Linked DNA regions of Pan troglodytes: region 1 is linked to region 2. A link is a contact called in public HiChIP or PLAC-seq data. All regions are on one chromosome and are shown on one strand. Each heading gives the region's core, a stretch centred on a gene start, on an enhancer-like site or on the middle of the called end of the contact. The rest is flanking DNA. Distances are from core to core; before and after follow the strand shown. Region 1 holds the start of RPL13A (ribosomal protein L13a). Region 2 holds the start of PRMT1 (protein arginine methyltransferase 1).

Region 1 (2,700 bases), core at 36-2,535, 190 kb after region 2:
TGAGCCAAGATCGCACCATTGCACTCCAGCCTGGGTGTCACAGCGAGACTCTGTCTCAGAAAAAACACTAAAAGTAGAAATCCTCATTGTTTTAATGCAAAAGCATGAAGCACACACTGGTTGTTACACATGCTTTGTAAGCGTTGGTACAAAGACTCTAAAATCCAGACAGACTTCCTGAAGTCGTGACCTTGGCCCAAAATCACCAATTCCAATTTAATTTCCTCCTCTGTAAAATAAGGATACCAATATCTGCCTCAGGAATATGGTTAACTGAACTACGCAAAACATTGCAAACTGTGCTAGGCACAAAGACACATGCTTGGTGAACACAACTTGCCTAGATCGGCCTGGCTCTGAAATGTCACCCGCCCCAACAGACTACTCACAAAGAAACCTTTCCAGGGCCAACCCCTCCTTTATACTTAAGTAGCTACACCAGGAGCCAGGGAAAGGGCCCCCAGGTGTCAGGCCCAAAAGATGTCCCATCCTTGTGGAACCATTCATCACACCTCTCGACTTCCAGTAACAAGCCTCAGGACAATCGCCAATCCCCAAAACGACGGAAAACGAGTTCATTCCCGAGTGCCCCGCAGCCAACAGCTCTCGACCCCCCGCAGAAAGGCATTGAGAATTAAAAGAACCGGAGCTGCAAGGGACCCCGATTAACACCTCCACGTGAAATCAAAGTAGCCCGCGCACTGAGCGGGATAAAAATACCTTCCATTTTGGCCAAAACTCAGTTTCTCATTGCCCCGAGACCGCCCAGCCACACTTCCGCGTGTTCCTCATCGCTGAGGACACACAACGGTCCAATTCGGCCAAGACTCTACCCCAGGGCCCCCACCCACTACCCGAGTTCCAGGTAAGCAAAATCTAGTTGTAAAATACCTGTCCTGTGCTGGAAGCTCTATCACCCTCGCCTCGAGAAGGAAATGCCACATTGTAGCCAACCCTAGGCCTAAAGAGAGCCGCGGCATTTCCTACAGATTCCCCTTATCCCAAAAGACTTCCATTTTGCTTCATTATGGATGTTAAGCTCCGCAAAACATGCAGGAGGACAGAGAGGATGCGACCCCATTCCGGCCTGGATCCCACCCGGCCCCTTGCCGCCCCGGCCCGCGCGGAGCACATACCTGCACCTCCGCCATCTTCGGCAGCCTCTTGGAAAAGGAGGAGGTATTGTCGCAGGGTTTCTTATCCCTTGAAACAGGGGCGGCAGAAGTGACGCAACGCGGTTGCGCAGCCCGCTTCCTGTGTTTTCATTGGTCGAAGCGTTCTGAGCGTGCGCAGAGATTCCCCAGGGAAGGCGGGCCCTCTTCCGAATGTCCAATCCGGACATTCTTCCGGTTGGACCTCCGCGGTCAGCGCTGTGCCCGGCGAGAGATCACGTGGGGCGCGGAGGCGGTGCTGCTGGGGCACGGCCGTCCAGCCTAGGCGGCCATATTTTTGAGGGGCTGTTCATCTCGTTCACACGCTCTGTCCGCCATGTTTGTGAGTGGAAGCGCCATTACCCCTTCAAGCGACTGAAGGCTGCAGGGCCTCTGGTGGCCCGCATGGGGAGACCAGACCCGCCAGGCCCGCCTTTCCGCACTCAGTCCGGGCTTACTTTATTTTGTGAGACAGGGTCTCGCTGTGTTGTCCACACCAGAGTGCTGTGGGGCGATCGTGGCTCACCGCAGCCTCCACTTCCCGGGCTCAAGGGATCCTCCTGCCTCAGCCTCTCGAGTAACTTGGACTACAGGGGCGCGCCACCATGCCTGGCATATATATATTTTGTTGTGGCCCGGGAACGGGGGGAGTCTTGACATGTTGGCCAGGCTGATCTCAAACTCCTGGGCTCAAGCGATCCTCCCGTTTCGGCCTCCCAAAGTGCTGGGATTACCGGCGTGAGCCCCGGCGCCTTGCCCATTCTAGGCTTAGAGATTTGGATTCCTGTGTCTGGTCGACTTCACTGTGACCTGGACAAACCCTTGGCCTTATCTGGGCCTCAGTTTATCCATCTGTAAAACAGATGGAGGTGGTCTTCCCCAGGGGCTCTAAGAGTGGATCAAGGAATGGCTTCTAGTTGCTTGGCTGCACCAATCCACTGAGCGTTCCTCAGAGGAACTTCTCACTTTCTGGACTGTCGGCCTTTGCTTCAGCTGGGTCCCTTGCCCAGGATGCCCTCCCCACCCCCTCCAAATCTGGCTTGTCACCATCGCAATGCCATTTGGCTCTGGAAAGCCTCTCTGCTCTCCCTGCCTGGGTGAGTTGCCCCCCGCGGGCTCTCACACTGCCTCTGTGCTATCTCCATAGGAGCCTATGGCATCCTGCACCCAGGCTCGCTGAGTCCCTTGTCTTCTCGTCCATAGCCAAGGAGACCTGGGGCGACTGGGCTGGTTCTGACTCAAATCCAGGCTCTGACATTGCCCAGTGCCGGCCCGGGGCTCCAGGGGACCTCAGAAAACAAGTATTGAATGAAACATTGCATTGCAATTCAAAAACCAAGATTCTGAAATCAAAACTACCCCATTCACACCCATCCATAGACAGACCTGGCCAGAGCTGGTAGAAAAGGATGATTTATATACAATTTCATGGGGACAAGGGCTTTGTACAGAGTTGGGTAAGTGGGGCCGGTGCTGGATTCTGGCGTTGCCTCCATCCTGGGGAGGGAATGAGAGGGGCCCAAGGAAGGGACCGGCCTCTAGCCAACTT
Region 2 (2,822 bases), core at 65-2,564:
GTCCGCGGCCCGCCTACCGCGACCCCGCTGGAAGATTTCATTGGCAATGGAGGCGGCCCGTCTGAGAATACCGTCTAGTAATTGGCTAGAGAATACGTCCATCATAGGTCAGGGGTTTGCCAACTCCGGCGTCCAGAATCCCGCCCCCTCAAGTCGACCCGGGATGGGGAAAACTGCCCGTCTATTGCAAGAAGCGCGACTGGTGATTGGGCAAAATCCACCAGGAATGCCCTCCCCTTTACACCCAGCACCGCCTCAAAGCTTCCCGGGGAGCCCCGCGCTAAAGGGGCGTCTTGAAACACCTGTCCATCACCAAAACGACCCGCCTCCTAATCGCTGCCATTGGTTTATCCGGAAGCGACGTCACGCAGCCTTTGGCCCACCCTCGCCAAGCGGCCGGCCTCAAGGAGAACACGGCAAATGGCCCACGGGTGGGGAAGAAGGCGGGGCTTCAGGCACCAACGATTGGCTCAAAGGAATTATCACTCCTCGTCCACTCGGTGGATCCTCCCAACCCGGGGGGAGTCTGGAGGAAAAAGGGAGCTTGTTCTCATTACCTGGGGGAAAAACGGAATCGGTGAGAGGCCCAGAGAGACGAAGGGCATAGCTGGGGTCCCGAAGCAAGTGAGGAATAGGAGTCCGTCGTCAACACATTAAATCCCTAGCCCTTGACATAATCATTCCAAGTTTTTTAAAACCATCAACCCCTCTCAAGCCACTTGGTTTTTGCCAAGTCCCTCCCCCTGCCAGGAACGCCCACCTCTCTTTGTCTGGTCAGCTTCTAAACGTGAATCAGAGCACAGCTTAGGCACCACTTCCTCCGGGAAGCTTTCCTTGATTTGCAGAAAAAGTTCCTAGTTGAATGAAGCTGAATGCAAAGGGCCGAATGCGTGGGTCCTGCCCCTCCTCTCCCCGATCCCTCCCTCTGCTCACACTTCTCTCCAATCCCGGAATGAGCTCGCTCTTTGGTTTCTGGGCCTCCGCGCAGGCTATACTCTGGCGTGCCGCTGGCAAACGCCTGAGACTTAAAATTTACAATAGGGTTCGGGCGCGATGGCTCACGGGTGTAATTCCAGCACTTTAGGAGGCGGAGACAGGCGGATCACTTGACATCAGGAGTTCGAGACCAGTCTGGGCAACATTGTGAAACCCCCATTTCTATTAAAAATACAAAAATTACGCCGGGCGGCCGGGCGCGGTGGCTCACGCCTGTAAGCCCAGCATTTTGGGAGACCGAGGCGGGTGGATCACAAGGTCAGGAGGTCGAGACCATCCTGGCTAACATGGTGAAACCCCCGTCTCTACTAAAAATACAAAAAATTAGCCGGGCGTGGAGGCTTAGGCAGGAGGATGGCGTGAACCCGGGAGGCGGAGCTTGCAGTGAGCTGAGATCGCGCCACTGCACTCCAGCCTGGGTGACACAGCGAGACTCTTGTCTCAAAAAAAAAAAAAAAAAAAAAAAAATTTGGCCGGGCGCGGTGACTCACGCCTGTAATCCCAGCATTTTGGAAGGCTGAGGTGGGCGGATCACAAGCTCAGGAGTTCGAGACCAGCCTAGCCAATATGGTGAAACCCCCGTCTCTACTAAAAAAACAAAAATTAGCCGGGTGTGGTGGTGGGCGCCTGTAGTCCCAGCTGCTCCAGAGGCTGAGGCAGGAGAATCAGGTGAACCCGGGAGGCAGAGGTTGCAGTGAGCTGAGATGGTGCCACTGCACTCCAGCCTAGGCGACACAGCGAGACTCCATCTCAAAAAATAATAAAATAAAATAAATAAAAATAAAAATAAAAAAATTAGCCAGGACTGGTGGCACACGCCTGTAATCCCAGCTACTTGGGAGGCTGAGGCAGGAGAATCGCTTGAGCTCAGGAGGTGGAGGTTGCAGTGAGCCAGGATGAAGCCATTGCACTCCAGCTCGAGCGACAGACCGAGACTCTAACTTAAAAAAAAAAAAAAAAAAAAAAAATTGAAAAGCATGGCACTAAACAAACCAAGAAAAGGACATTTGTTTCCAGTGTTTGAGCTGAAGCAAGAGGAGCCCAGCTGCAAATATGCACATCAGGTCTTTAGCTTGTTGCAGCTCTGTGCATAAGCATTGCCCTCCAAAACACCACAAAAGCACTGCCTTAATTTTTGGGGTATGAATACATTGTAGCAAGGATGCAAATATGCACATCAGGTCTTTAGCTTGTTGCAGCTCTGTGCATAAGCATTGCCCTCCAAAACACCACAAAAGCACTGCCTTAATTTTTGGGGTATGAATACATTGTAGCAAGGATGCAAATTTGCAAATAATCTACAAATACTGAGGATCAACTGTAATTGGTTCGGTTTGTAATCCTGTACATTTCACTTTATTAATTTACAAACATTACTCTGTGAAGGGGGATATGGCCCTATAAAGGAGACAAACCACCCAGGCACAGTGACTCATGCCTGTGATCCCAGGACTTTGGGATGCCAAGGTAGGAGGATCGCTTGAGCCCAGGAGGTGGAGACCAGCCTGGGCAACATAAGGGAGACCCCATTTCTACAATTTTTTTTTTTTTGAGACGGAGTCTCGCTCTGTTGCCCAGGCTGGAGTGCAGTGGCGTGATCTCAACTCACTGCAACCTCTTGCCTCCCGGGTTCAAGCGAGTCTCGTGCCTCAGTCACCCAAGTAGCTGGGATTACAGGCACCCACCACCATGCCCGGCTAATTTTTGTATTTTTAGTAGAGATGGGGTTTCACCATGTTGGCCTGGCTGGTCTTGAACTCCTGACCTCAAGTGATCCACCTGCCTTGGCCTCCCATAAAAATTCTTTTTTAAAAATTAGCTAGGCG

Evidence for each region. HiChIP or PLAC-seq counts read pairs in DNA pulled down with a chosen protein or histone mark.
Region 1: an H3K4me3 HiChIP or PLAC-seq map of stem cell-derived excitatory neurons shows a contact between it and region 2, with 2.2 times the contacts expected there. The contact joins the promoter of RPL13A here to the promoter of PRMT1 in region 2.

What each region holds. Positions count from the first base shown.
Region 1 is chr20:52,439,039-52,441,738 of NHGRI_mPanTro3-v2.0_pri, reverse strand. RPL13A (ribosomal protein L13a) reads right to left here and starts at 1,285. Exons shown (of 8, transcript XM_512821.9): 1 at 1,137-1,285. The coding sequence starts at 1,151. FLT3LG (fms related receptor tyrosine kinase 3 ligand) reads right to left here. Exons shown (of 8, transcript XM_016936544.4): 8 at 2,549-2,700. The coding sequence ends at 2,578.
Region 2 is chr20:52,626,353-52,629,174 of NHGRI_mPanTro3-v2.0_pri, reverse strand. PRMT1 (protein arginine methyltransferase 1) reads right to left here and starts at 1,314. Exons shown (of 12, transcript XM_063802089.1): 1 at 934-1,314; 2 at 761-833.